2 separate regions of the Anas platyrhynchos genome follow, and region 2 is linked to region 1. Evidence: chromatin contacts called from public Hi-C data. All regions are on one chromosome and are shown on one strand. The core of a region is the stretch at or near the end of the contact, and the rest is flanking DNA. Distances in the headings are between cores, read along the strand shown.

Region 1 (6,962 bases), core at 1,157-3,656:
CCCATTATTTCACTTTTTAATAATCTTGTTCAATACTGCATAAGATAAAAACTGCATTAGAAGGGGCTCTGCTTTACCTCAGTGGGCAGCCACTAGTTCTGCAGCGGTGTCTGCATCATCTGTAGCTGAGCCCATGCTGGGGAGGCTTGCCAGAGGGACACAGCGATGCTGGGCTGGCAACAGCAGGGGGAAAAGAAGAGGTAGCAAGGCTTCAAAGAGAGCTGGCCTTGACAAGTTGGTGTCAGACACACATCCAGACGTTTGCCCACATTACATTGGTCGTTTTTTTCTATAGGTCTCCTGAGACGTGGAGACCCATCACACACAAAAATCAAACGTCTCCAAATATCAAGTGTGTTTGCAACTCGGATTCCAGTTTGAGCCTCGCTGTCACTGAAAATGTGCTGAATGATCTCCTTATGTTGTCTACATGCAGCACATATGTTTAAAATAAGAATTAGAAAGGAAAAGCCTTTATAAAGTTTCCAGAGAGAGACATTAAAGCCTGGAGCTTAGGTACTAGTTCAGCACATGGACACATGCCAGGATTGTGCCTTTGGCCCAGCAGAAATTTGTTCTAATAATACATTATCCTCCAGGAAAACAATTGGCCATGACATAACAGCAGGACTTTATTTTTATGTTAAGGAAGTATGTACATTTGTATGGTTTGTTCCATTCACACGAGAGGTCCAAATAAGTCCTTGCACCTTTTGTGAGGTTACAAAAGCAGAGGTAGGCACAGGGCACAAAATTCCTCCCAAGCTATCGCAGCTACATGCTGCCGTTAGGAGTCTAAAGCTGGGAGCTCTGAGCTGCCAGAAATGCCATCCTTTGGAGGGCAGAGAAAGGAGAGATTCAGAGCATCCCGATGCATGGGTGTCTGGTGTTAACTCAGTCGCCTGACCAAATTCCAGAAACTCCTGTTAGAGATAGCCTAAACACGTTTTACATCTTCCACCCAAGGCTCTGTTTAGTTTCAGGGACTCCTTGAAGTTGCTGCACGTTGCTGAAGGGGTAGATGTTGTCTTCCAGCCCTCTTGGTTGTTTTGCCAAAATAGACAAGGGAACCTTGTGTATTGCCAGCTTATCAATGCAAGTTTGAAATAACACCCAAGAGTCTTTGAAATGAAAGGCTTTATATAAATGTGAGCTTATATTACTGGAACAATTAATTCTGTGGTTGAATGTTGTAACAATTCCTTGAATGCTGCAAAAATGAAGCCAATAGGTCACCTTGAAATAATTCGTTTACCTGTAATCACGTCACAGTTCTACATCTGCTTTGAACAGCTTAAATAGGTGATCTGTTAAATGAAGTTTATTTATTTTTTAAATGGAAGCTAAAACTTTGCTTTTTATAGTTATTTCAAACACATGCAGGACTGTATCGTGGCAGAGTGATGGATCACGAGCAACTCGCGCTCTGTTCCATATCAGTGATCTTACACAGTAGGCAATCCACAGGTAATCTGTCATATTCAGGAAAAACAAAATGAGGGCCATGCAGATACCCCCCAAAGGTTACAGAGCATGTTCAAAATTCAGTTCAACAATAGTAAGACACTGCGTAAAAAGGTCCCACTGGACATAACACGACGTAGAGGACAGGATGCTGAAACCCACAGGAGACAGAAGACATGGCCAGACCTGTAGGGAGCTCTGCCAGAAGAAGTTGGCTTGCATGAGCAAGGCTTTCAGTATTGCAGTTTGTTTGATTGCATTGAATTTTTCTTCTTTGTGCACCCGCAGCCTAAAGGCAGAGCTGTGGAGAGAGAGAAATTTATTTTTTTGAAGAATTCAGTTGCTGGCCGGTGTGACCTGCCCCACATTGCTCCCTGGCTCCAATCAGAGCTCCTGGCTGCTGGAGATTTAGTGCCTGCTTGATTGATGTCAGGCTGGTGTAATCTGGAACATAATAGGCAAGGTTATCAAATTGCAGCTCTTGAATACCTAAACTCTTAAAAATCTAGAAGGTATTTAACAGGCTATTAAATATTTTATTGACAAGATTCATCCATATTTGCTGTTTTCAGCCCCCTCATTAGCAATGCTTGTGCGTGATACTGCCAGGTGCAGTAAATCCCACCTCCCTTCGCACAGTGTAAATCAATCACGTCAGTGACAGCGTTTGCTGGGACTCTTTCCTCGCAGAATTTTGCCAGGATAATTCAGTCCCTGCTGGGGAGGAAGGTCAGCGCTGGTATCGCAGGCTGCTGCCGTCAGCCTCCCTGAGCTGCGGTAGTGCAGCGAGAGATGTCCTCAAAGTACAGGCATTTGGGAAAGAGCCTTGGATAGGGAAGGAGGATTTTGTGGGCTGTTTTTTCTTTCATAACCTGTCACCTGAAATAGTGAAGATCTGTAAGAAAAAGCATCAAACGCCTGATGGGTTTGTTCAGCCCGGTGCTGGGATGGCCGGGCTCTGGGCGCCATCGTGTGTTGGAGATGGAGCTGTGGCTGCCTTCAACCTCCAGAGACGTATTTTTAATTCCGAGACCTTAAGTGTCAGGGAGACCTTAGCGTACACCTTAAGTGTTTAACAAGCACAACCATTTAAGCCTAAATGAAGGGTAACTGTCCTAATCAGGTGCTTATGTGGCAGTTCACCACCCTTGAAAGAGTGAATTTAAAATCAGTCCTGCTAACTGAACCCTGCTACTCACGTCCCATATTCATAGAAAAAGCAGAAAACTCTGACAGGTTTCCAGTCAATTTACCTCCTTTTCTTTCCCTTCTTCTTTTTTTGTCTCTTGCATCCTCCCCGTGTTTGCTTTGCTCTGATCTCTGATGATGCCCCTTCCCTTCTGTTTTCCCTGAATAGCCCATCCATGCATTTACAGCCTGTCATCTTCGCATTTATTCCACAGCTCATATATTCATTGATTTTGCATTTGTATTCAGCTGGGGCTGATCTGATGCACTTCTCTTTCAGCTTACATGAAACGGCGACACAGCTCCGTTAGTGACAGTCAGTCTTGTGAGTCCTCATCCGCTGGCATAGACTACAGCCAGGGGGCCAGCCCGCAGCCGCAGCATCAGCTGAAGAAGCCCCGGGTGGTGCTGGCACCAGAAGAGAAGGAAGCTCTGAAACGAGCCTACCAGCAAAAGCCATACCCATCACCAAAAACCATTGAGGAACTGGCTACGCAGCTCAACTTGAAAACCAGCACCGTGATCAACTGGTTCCACAATTACAGGTACGAGATCTCCCAGGAGCCCTACTCATAAAGTATTTATTTTATTTGCTTTGGCAGGGTGCTACTTTCCTTCAGCAGTGTGTGTCTGCTTCTGCTAGTACTGAGCAGTTGTACAAAATGAACAGTTTTGACAGCAGGGAGGTTCTAACTAACAGCAATGCTAATGCTCCAGACTAATTTTAAGTCATCCCTGAGGAATAGCAATATTCACATACTGATGTAAGAAGTGCTTTTAAACACAAGTCTTGCTTTTGGGGTGGGCGTTGATCTAGAGATGTCCACTGCTGTGTTGAATATTTATAAATCCCATTGCTATAAGCAAGACTGGTCTTTTTTACTTGCATATACAGATACACACAGACACACACTCGTGTATATATATATCCATATAGGTGTGTGTTGTGCTTCTTATGTTTGGGTCACTTGGCAGAGATTGCTTCAAACTGTCCTCTGCTGGATGGTGTCAGAATTGCACTGGTTTTATTGTACATTTTTCCAGCATAAGAGCAAAAAGAGGATTTTTCTTCTAGGTCTTGGGTCACTGAGCTCTGAAAATAGGCATGATGTGTGCGGTATTTCTGGGAAGCTTGCACAGCCATGAAGGACAGAGAACCGATAACCCTGAAGTCAGACGTTGCCACAGATTTATTTTGTTATTATGATTAAATCATTGAGTCCCACTGAAACGAAATAAGATGTTGGTCTGTTTAGTTTCTTTTTCATATTAGAGGGAACCTTCTCAACATCTGAACAGATGAAGTAGGTTTTGGCCTAGAGACACCAATAAAAAGAAACAATGCTGGAATGGCATGTGAGAATTAGAAGGATTTGAATAAACATATTTTCAGCTGTACTTGGTATTGGGAATCTTAATTAGTTCAGCAGACTTTTTTCCACAAAATTTGTTCTAATGAATATTAAACAGGTACAGTTAAGATACCAGGTTTAATGCCATTCTGCTCCTTCACTCAGAGCCAGTAATGTTCCTAATTATTCTTACAGCAGCTTGCTAAACTTGTTTGTTTTCAGAAAACTGCTAACATTTAACGGGTATTTTCTGCTTTAGCCCTTCTCAGCTTTTCACGGGGAAGTTGCTGAAGCAGAAGAAGAATAGTTTAATGAGATATCTCAGAAATATTATGTACAATAGTAAAATAATGTTTATAGTAAACAATATAAAATTTAAAAATTATAACCAACGAGTAATCATATTTACACTGAATTTCATTGACTTGAATTCGCTACAGATGCAGCCTCTTTCACTGCTCAGAGTTCTCCAAACACAGGCCTCTATTCCAATTCCCACTTCTAGGCAATTATACACAAGTTGGAGGAATGCCTATGAAAATATGTTCGCTTGGGCCTGACAGCAAAATGTGCTGTTCTCACTTACGCAGACGAGTGCGGGAGCACTGGTGGCATGTGTCATCTTCCTCATTATCATGAGATCTCCTGCTCAGGCGTGCTGTGAGAAAGCGTGACAAGTCATGATTGATCAGCGTGTTTAGCCACACCAAGCTATACGTTAATGTAGACTAGGTGCTGACAGTTGTATACAAAATAAAAATCGTATAAACAAGGTGCTATAAGCTTTTGGGTAGCACCAGCTTCACAGCACTGAGTGATCTGGACCTGCTCCCAGATGTGCTTCTGCTGAGTCTCTCGGCCTTTAAAGGGATGGCGTAAACCTGTTTGGAGCAGCACTGAAAACCAAACCACTTGCCTGTTCTGTTCCTTTGTACAGTAACTTTCTTAACTTTTGTGCATGAAGTACTCTTAAATCATTTGCAGGACGTGGCAAAAGAGTTACGAGCTCTGCTAGGGGAACAGGGTCAGACTGCTCTGCAGCTCAAGTGTTGTACATAATGGGTAGTCTTTCCCCTCTTCATCTTCTTCAGGCCACACTATTTTATTTCTCTTTTATATTCTTCTCTCAACCATTGCTCTTCCAAACCAAAGACTCTTTATACTCAGACCATGTAGCTGTACTGTAATACTAGTTTTTCTTTAAAGAAGCTTTACATGAGGGAGGGACAGATTTGGACATGTTAGTCTTCCATTCTCTTGGGAATCCTGTTACAGTGATGCTTTTCTTTCGGGATTCAGCCCAAACCTCACTTTCCAAGGAACGTTGCTACAGCACAATCTAGCTTTATATCTACCAGATGGGAAGTCAGCAAGAGCATTTATCTGCCACAGTAGAAGAAACTTCAAAAAAGTCCTCAGCAGGCAAAGAAGTAATTCACTTCAGAATATAAATAGGTATAAAGGATTTTGCTGCATTTGCAAACTTCTCCCAGTCTTTTACTTTGCATCCGTAGCAATTGTAGAGCTCTGGAAACAACAAACGTAAGAATAAACCTTGAATTAATACTTGCATTAGTGAAGCACTTACAGGACACACCAGTCTGATGCTCCATTGTCTTAGGAACTGCACAGAAGAGTGAGTAGGAAATAGGAATTTCAAGCCAACTTCACATGGTGAAACTGGCACAGAGATTCAGTAAGGTCATGGGGATGATACTACAGGAGCGTCAGGAATTAAAATCAACTTTCTTGAATTGTAATCTAGTGCTCTTGGATCCTAAATTCTGTTGCTCTTACTATGGGCATATTTGTCAGTGAACTGTAGGATTGTGCTTGGTTGGATGAGTTCCTGGAGTTGTGTAAAGGCTTCTACAGGGAATTTCAAATCTCTGATATTTTGAGTTACACTGATAAATGCCAACAGGATGTGTTGGTGTTGAGGCCAACACCTTCCACGGATAGGAATGCTCTCGAATTTCCTAGCTGCTGTCACCAGTTCTTTACAATAGAGACCTAATAGTCTAATTAGTCAGGAGCCAGATTAGATTTCAGAAGCAATGGGTTGGATGTGAATTACAGGTATTTCCACAGACACTGAACTTATACATATATATAACACTATAGGGCAGTGATCAGTTATTCAATGAGCATGTCGTCATTCAGTATCGTGATGGAGCTGAGCTATTTTAAATGCTATGCAGGCATGAAGCTCTTACCTGTTTCCTCTCCTGGCTTGGTGCATGTTACAGAAGCAGCATGTTCTGTATCGGCATCCATGCAGGGAGATTATAGGCATGAATACAGCCTGATAATCCAGGATGCATGCAACTAATGGTAATAGCAAATTAATGCTAGCACCTGTGGTCTGCTGTTAGGTGTATAATATTCTCCTAGGGAAAATTACAGACCCCCTAAATCCTTCAAAAGTGTAGAGTCAGCAAGTACTGCTGAAATAGTCTTGCATTTCAAGCAAGTCAATAATATCATTAGCTTCAAAAGCAGTATTCAGATGGTGTTTTGCATTCATCACATTTTTTTCCATTGTGTGCTGTCTTCTGTAGCAAGATCAGGGATAAATGAAAAATTCTTACCAGCCATCTGTGTTGGGACGGTGTTTCACTTGTCATCTGCAAGACCCTTAGCAATTCTCCCTGCTTAAAACCAAAAGTGTTGCTTCCACCCTGACAGAAGTTCTGCTAAACTCTCCCTTTGTAGTCTCATCCTTGATCACAGGTCTTTGAGGCTGCAGACTGGGACCTGAACAGTGTTCGTAAGCTTTTACGGCTTATGGGGTGCTACAGAGAAAGAGTTGACAAGACCCTAAGATGTTTTTTCATAAACTGTTCAGTTGTGCTTGTGAGGATCATGGAAAATCCTAAGCAGAGAAGGAAGAAGGAAGGACCTAAGTTAAATGGCATGGGCAGTGCGTTTATGGGATTATTACATGCTTCCAGAAAC
Region 2 (6,962 bases), core at 2,547-5,046, 300 kb before region 1:
GTCCATAGCAGGGGTTGGAATTGGATGGTCTGTAAGGTCCCTTCCAACCCAAACCAGTCTATGACTCCAAATAAATAAATGGATAGTTAGATATCAGATATTAAAGGCTCAGAGATTAAAAATAAGATACTGATATCTACACATTTGTATATTTGGGACCCCGAGACAATTAAGCAGGCATTATCACTTAAAGGGCGTGAGTCGTCCAACATCTCAGCCACCCATCAGACTAGGACCCCTCAGTGGGCCAATCTGACCCAATATTTTCAGGCATCTATTTTCTGACAATTGCTGATCAAGATCAACAGGGACTATTTGCTAGACTTGTAGAAAAAAAAAAAAACACTTTTGAGTGAGAGATGAGGACATTTGATTTTAAAGTATCTTTTTTAACTGAACAAACTTTGAAGACAAAGGTTTCATTTCATCTCAAAATATTTCCTTTGACTTGAAACAAAACTTTTCTTAATTTTTCGATTCAGCCAGCAAAACAAAAAAAAGATCAATTATTTCCACAGCGCTGCTTAGATTTGGGCTCTGAATAGATTTCAGTACAGAAGAAAAACAATCAAGTGCTGTATTGCTAACTCTGACCAATTAATTCTGAGTTCTGCAATCGTGGATTTTTTCTTAAAGCCCCAGCTTCTCAAATCATGTGATTACATGAAAATCTCAGCTTTCATTACCACTGAAAGTAAGTGTCTGATAATCTGGGTTGCAAACAAAAGCTCGTAGAGTGTAGCTCTAAAGGCTTAAACCCCCCAAACAAGCAAAACATTTATTTTTCCATCTTGCTAACTTAGAAGAAAATGAACCTCATGATTTGGGATGGATTTTATTTGTGATTTTTTAACTCTTTAGGCAGACAATACTGCCAATGACTTTCCAGGAGCTGTCAAGACAGATACCTCCACCCTTTGGGCTTTTTCCCCCTCTCCGCTGTCGGTCCCTCCCACAGCGGTTGCCCTTTGTTTTGGGGAAGGAAACCATCAGCCCGCTAGCTCCGAACCCAGCAAACAGTAAGAGTTAATTTGGTGCAATGTATCTCAGTGTAGTAACTGATTACATTTTTCCCCAAAGGAAACTTCAGTTAATTTGGTTAGTGACTCATATGCCAGGCTGCCAATTACAACACAGATGATTACACACATAAATTCACGTCGGAGTGGCTCAACGATCACAGGGAAGAAAAAAAAAAGAAAAAAGAAAAAAAAAAAAGAAAAAAAAAAAAGCAGCAGCAGCAGAAAAGAAAAAGAAAAAAAAAAAAAGCAGGCTCCCCTCTACCCTCCCAGGAATGGGGTGGGGAAGCACCCCACCCTCCAGGCACTGGGTGCCCACCAAGGCTGTCTGCAAGCGGGTGCCAAAACCGACGAGAGCAGGGCACGCCGCCTCCGAAATGGCAGTGTCTTCTAGCTTTCCGTTTGGGATTTTCATTGCAGAAATGTGTTGCACACTCTCTAAAAGATTGTTTGCCAGTATCATTAGAGGAATCCATATACAAAGAGAGCAGGAAGGAGGTTAAATGAGCAGTGCTTGGCAGTACATCAGTAAATCATTTAAAGATAACCTGTGCATACCAATACAAAAAAAAAATCCAATTAAAGTAACTTATTACAAACCTAGTCTTCTTTCTGAAGAGCTTTAAATTTTCTAAGGAGGAGTGGGAGAGAGGGAGGGAAGAAAGAGGACAAGGAGTCGGAGTCTGATACTGCAACAGGAGGAAAGCCCAAGTTAGGCAGTAGGAAAGAAATCCCTCCATGCCTCATCAATTGGCCATGCAATCAATAGCCAGGGAGCTGGCCAGGCTCCTGAATACATACATACAGAGAAAACTGGACTTTGTACTTAAGAGCAATAGGAAGCTCAGATATTTGGTGGCGTGCGTAGGAGGAAGGTGTTCTTTTATCTTCAATGAAAGATACTTCACCGGCCTAAAATGTATTTCTATCTAGGCATTCCTCTAGATAAACAGCTGCAGACGTTTCCCTCACTCGGGGTCAGCAGGCTAGCTATAGTATAACTCACACAGTTCCTTGCTTGAGAGGTCAAAATCCTTTACAAACAGTAATTAAGCTTCGTGGCACCAGGGTATTATTATACCAGTTTTACAAGCGAATAAATAAAAGGATGTAGCGGCTAAGTGATTTGCCCAAGGTCATTAAGCAAGGCAGTGGCAGAATCAAGGCTGCACACCAATGCCTGGTCTCCCAGCCTCACCTCTCACCGGTAGGCAACTCCCCTACATTGGCCTTTATTAAATAACCATTACAAAATATATTAATTGTAATTTGGAACTATGTAAATCGACTCTTTCCCAAAAGACAGCAATTGGCTGTTAAATAAATACCGAGTGATTATTACAATCATATTTGCTGAAGGGTGGATCATCAGCGTAATGTGCTGGGTTCAATAAAAAGGTTATTGCCTGTCAAATAAACATGATGAGCAGAGCCTGGGCTGATGTGGAACGTATTCTACAGTCACCAGCCCTGGTGGGAACCGCAGCTGCTCAGCACCTTTCAGAGTCTGAGATCAAGTATTTTTTGTAATATGTAGGGAGAAATCCAGCACTGCCAAAGCAGAGAGATCTCCATTAGCAAAATAACCCCAGGTCAGATTGTGGCACCATGAGCTTTACTGTAAGAATAGTTAAGTCTTACTGATTTCTGTAAAAACAATCCGTAGTGTGAGATGCTGTTCTTAACAAGGATAAAGGCAGTAGAAACCATTCCTGCAGTATAAAAGAGTAGGATGGTTTTAGTGTTAATGCTAAATTAAGTGCAGATACAGGAAGCTAAGGATCTTGCTTCTGTTTTTATTATAACTCACCAGAAGGGGAGAGCTGTAAATACAGTTGAATGGTCAGATTATGTCTTTCAGAGAGATGGTCTGAGCACAAAGGAAGCTATTTTAAATTGCCAGTTTCTTTTATGCTTTTCCAAAGTGTGAGCTTATAAGAATAGTGTTTGTTCTCCGCCAGACGATCGTGGAAGCATCAAAAAAATCTTTGTACCCTGCAGAACTGACCGTCATTTGCAGTTTCACACTAAGGCAGCACCCTGCTATAAATTGTAGCCATCCATTTTCAGGCTGCTTCGCTGCCAAAGCAGGGTAAAGGGACAGCCCTGCAATAACTCCCCTGTTCCTATGTACTTTGTGTGCACAAGCTGCACCTTCCCCTGGAACAACAAGTACTGCTGCTCGTCTCCGAGCAAACAGAGCTCTTTGCAGAAGCTAAAAGCCAAGCAGTCCATGCATGTAGCAACTGCCACTCCTGTTAAATAAAAAAAAATTTAAATCAGCTTTTCCAGCACCAAGTCCGGGCAAAAGGAAGGGAAGAGCAGTACCGAAGTACAGCACTAGGTGGCAAGCCTCTAACAAAGAAGTAACTCCGGGGAGCAGAGCCTCAACCGAGGCTTTCAGCAGTCACCTGACAGAATTTGGCGTTGTGGAAAAATGTTCTTGATTTAAACACCTAATGTTTCCCATTAAGAGCTAATGTCCTCCCTATATGCTGGCACGGAGCAGCAGCTAAAGCATACAGGACATGTTGTACTGCAGACAATACTCGGCGAGAACAATTCTTACCGTTCTTATCTGTAGACCTTACCAAGATGTTCTTTTCCTGTTAATGTTTCTTTATTATAGTTACTTTCTTCCCCCCCCCTCCCTTCACATTTAGGCTGCTTGGGGTTTTGCTACTGGAAGCGGCAGAAGGTTAGGAGATAGGGACTGCAGCAGCCACGAGGCTCTGCTGGGTTCAGGGGGAGCGAGTTGGGCCGGGGAGCACGGGATGCAGCTCCTGCCCCGATGGTGAGCCAGGCAGCGCAGCCACGCACGCACATCTGCACTCGCACAGGCCAATTAGAACGTTAATAATAATTAAGTGTCTTACTCCTAAGACGCTCCTACACAGGGGAACGCTAAAGTGCCAGTCAGCTCATTTCATTACACGCAGCCAGACACCTCTCAGACCTCGTGTGTTTGCTAAGGGAGCGGAGCAGAGCGATCCCAGCCCCAGCCAATCTGGTTGCAGACGATCTGCTGGCAAACAAAGTAGAGCGGGCTACAGAAAGAAACGTGGACCAGAAAAAAAAAAGAAAAGGCCAGCTGTGGCAGCTGAGCTGTACCTTTCACCCTGAACTGAGCCACAGCAAATAAATACAGGGCGAGACCTATAAATTTCCAGTTTGCAGGGGTTTGTGGGAGTCTTTATCTAGCTTTGGTTCACACGCTCCAAAGCGGCTCCATTTCAGATTGGAGCTAATCTAATTAAACACAAACTCGGCCGTAAGCTGCATGTCATCTGATTTCTGCCCAAAAAGCTCGGAACTGGACCCAGACGTACTACGAGTTGTTCAGCTCTGAGATTACGTTTCTCTGGACGACGAGGGCTGGCCCAGAGGTCGCCTTCCATCTGCTTGAGCCACGTGAGTCACCCACCTTCCTCATCCTTCACGAATGCAGCAGTCTGGCTCACAGCTGACCACAATGTGCTGCTTATTCACGACTGAAGCCATTTCAGATGTTAATCTGCAGGCAGCAACGTCCTCCGATGGGCAGCAGGACAGAAAGGCAGCATGAGGGAATAGTGGGCTTGCTGCTGGAAGAGCTCTGGGCTTCGTGGCCTGCCCGGCTGGTGGCACACAGGAGGGGCTGGAAGAAAAGCTTGGATATAATTCTCATGAGCAGAACCTCTTGAGTGACCCTGAGAAGCTGTGGAGTTTCATCATCCCTGGCTTACAAGGAATGAATTTAGTGTGTTTCCAGTATCGGAAATGTTATGGCTACTTTTCACCCAAGCCTCTACTTTCAGCAAACAAAAAAAAACACAAGTGAGGCAAGAAGCAAAATCTACGGAGTACAAAGCCAAAAAGCCCTGCTCAGAGCACACCCTCAATAAAGCAGATACAAAATATGTTAAAGCTAAACTGAACTGTTCACATTTCCAATAAATTAAAGGGAAAAAAAATCCCATCATTTTCACTCTATTTCACATCAGAGCACAATCACAAGAGAATACTCACTTAATGTGATGATGACTTTACCCCTGCTCCCAAGGGGTTTCTCTGCCTCTCTCACACTGCTCTTAAAATTATCACATTTGCCCCCATTTTACATCTCTCCCCACATCCAGTTTGCCCCATTTTGAACACTTGGGGCTGACACAATTGCCTGCTTGCAGTTTCTTTTTACTATCCTTTGATTTTTACCAGCTGCAAGAGAAAAACCAAGAGCAAACAAAACCACCAATCTTCTTAGATGTGCATAACAAATAACTGTGAGGCTGGGTACAATTCTGGTGTTGTTTTCCTGAAAGATCAGGAGTCAGGGCAAAATAAAGCCAGTCCAACAGCCCGAATCCAGTAGACGAAAGCACAGATGAAGGTCCCCTGGATCCTCTTTCTTGCTTCTCCACCTCTAACCAGAGCAGATGCTGTTGGATCCACTCACTGCTGTGGTAAAAGCCTGGTACCCCCAGCCTCAATTTTATCTTCAGCCTTTGGAAATACAAAGCCAAGTGAGGAATCTAAAATGAGGACTCGTCTTTTTGTTGAGCTAAAGCTCTTTCAAGCCACTGTGGAGACAGAAAGTTTCCTTAAGCCACATAAGGGCACTAATGACTTTTATTGCAGAAGAGTGAAAAGAATCACGAAACGTGGCTTGGAAGGGAACTCTGGAAGGGACCTCCATAGTTCAAACCCCTGCTCACAGGGAGACTAAAATTACAGGGCTATATACAGCACAGGACTTTAACAATGAAGTAAGATGATGTTGGGAAGTTTCTAGGTAAAGGTCCTTCCAGAGCTTAGTAGAAAATTTCATCCAAGCTCAGCAGTATATAAAGGAGCAGAGTTTTTTCTAGAGCACAGCAGCTGCTCTCTTACTCAGTAAAATGGTTTCTGAGCTTCTAAAAGCATTGTAAGAGGTGGCATCAGAAGTATATGATGAAAAGCAAAAGGGAAATGGTTGCATTTGAGTTTAGCACACAGAAACGAATTGTAATTTCATAGGAGAACTGAGGCAGAATAAACTCCTACACTGAGCTTCCTGCTTGGAGACCCTGCCAGAGCGAGGCAGGGAACCAAGAACAACCTGGAGACTTCGTGTGGATATTCACTCCCACAGGGACGCTGCTGACTTCACTGGAACTATACTTGAGGCAGACTGCTTTATATCTTCTGCCCACTTTGTGTGAGATCGAATTCCAGCCACTCGCTCATAAACAAGAACTTCTGTTTTCTCAAAAATGTAACTGAAATTTTAAACAGAAAATAGCAACTAAAAGGGGAAAAAAAAAAAGTTAGAATAACTCTAGGTGGTTTGCCCTATATGTGCTCTGCACATATAAAGCTTCCAAACCACAGAAATAATGAAGTGTTCTTGATAGTCATTTGTCTCTCAGGCGTGCAGTAATGAAGAAAATCTGCTTTCTTGTTATTGCAAGGCATCAGTGAAACTGTATGAGAATATCTGAAATAGTAAGAAGTATTAAAACAGTCAAATGGTCTCAACTTTGTTATTCACATGCAGCTAATAAGACTAATGTTGGCTTTTGGAGGCATCGCTGTCTATAAATTACTGGAAAATGAGCTGGGCAATTAGCTGGAAGCAAAATAAGCATCCTCATCTTCTGTAAAACACAGCGAAGTATTTTATAAATAAGTGTTTGATCAAACAATCATTTGATCTTGAGGGCTGTGTAACGAAAGTTTTCAATCACTTCTCCTTAGCTGCCAAGAGTTTCAGAATTACGGAAGCTATATCATTTTGTCAACCTTCAATGCACGGAAATGTTGAGGCATGTCCCCACGAGATGATTATCCGTCTGACTTGCAGTTGAAAGCTATTAGATGTTACTTTTTACATTAGCTGAGAATTGCCCAGTTGCAGTTTTTAAGTTTGTTAAGGATGACAAAGATGGGCATGACAGAGAGGCTTGCAGTGATTAAATGCTCCTT

Evidence for each region. A called contact is a pair of places that touch in the nucleus more often than the background predicts.
Region 2: a contact with region 1 is called in a Hi-C map of skeletal muscle, with 2.4 times the contacts expected there. The contact joins two enhancer-like sites. A contact is called at or near these places in 2 of 8 Hi-C or Micro-C datasets (skeletal muscle and subcutaneous adipose tissue).

What each region holds. Positions count from the first base shown.
Region 1 is chr20:7,004,560-7,011,521 of IASCAAS_PekinDuck_T2T, reverse strand. The region is part of intron 14 of CUX1 (cut like homeobox 1); the gene reads left to right. Among named protein-coding and RNA genes, the nearest start is that of SH2B2, 43 kb to the right of the region's middle. Within about 2 kb of position 2,406, at least 1 of the 8 cell types and tissues checked has an H3K27ac peak or open chromatin away from gene starts, as enhancers often do.
Region 2 is chr20:7,306,800-7,313,761 of IASCAAS_PekinDuck_T2T, reverse strand. The region is part of intron 1 of LOC139999134 (a long non-coding RNA gene); the gene reads right to left. The region is part of intron 2 of LOC119713293 (a long non-coding RNA gene); the gene reads left to right. Among named protein-coding and RNA genes, the nearest start is that of MYL10, 43 kb to the left of the region's middle. Within about 2 kb of position 3,796, at least 6 of the 8 cell types and tissues checked have an H3K27ac peak or open chromatin away from gene starts, as enhancers often do.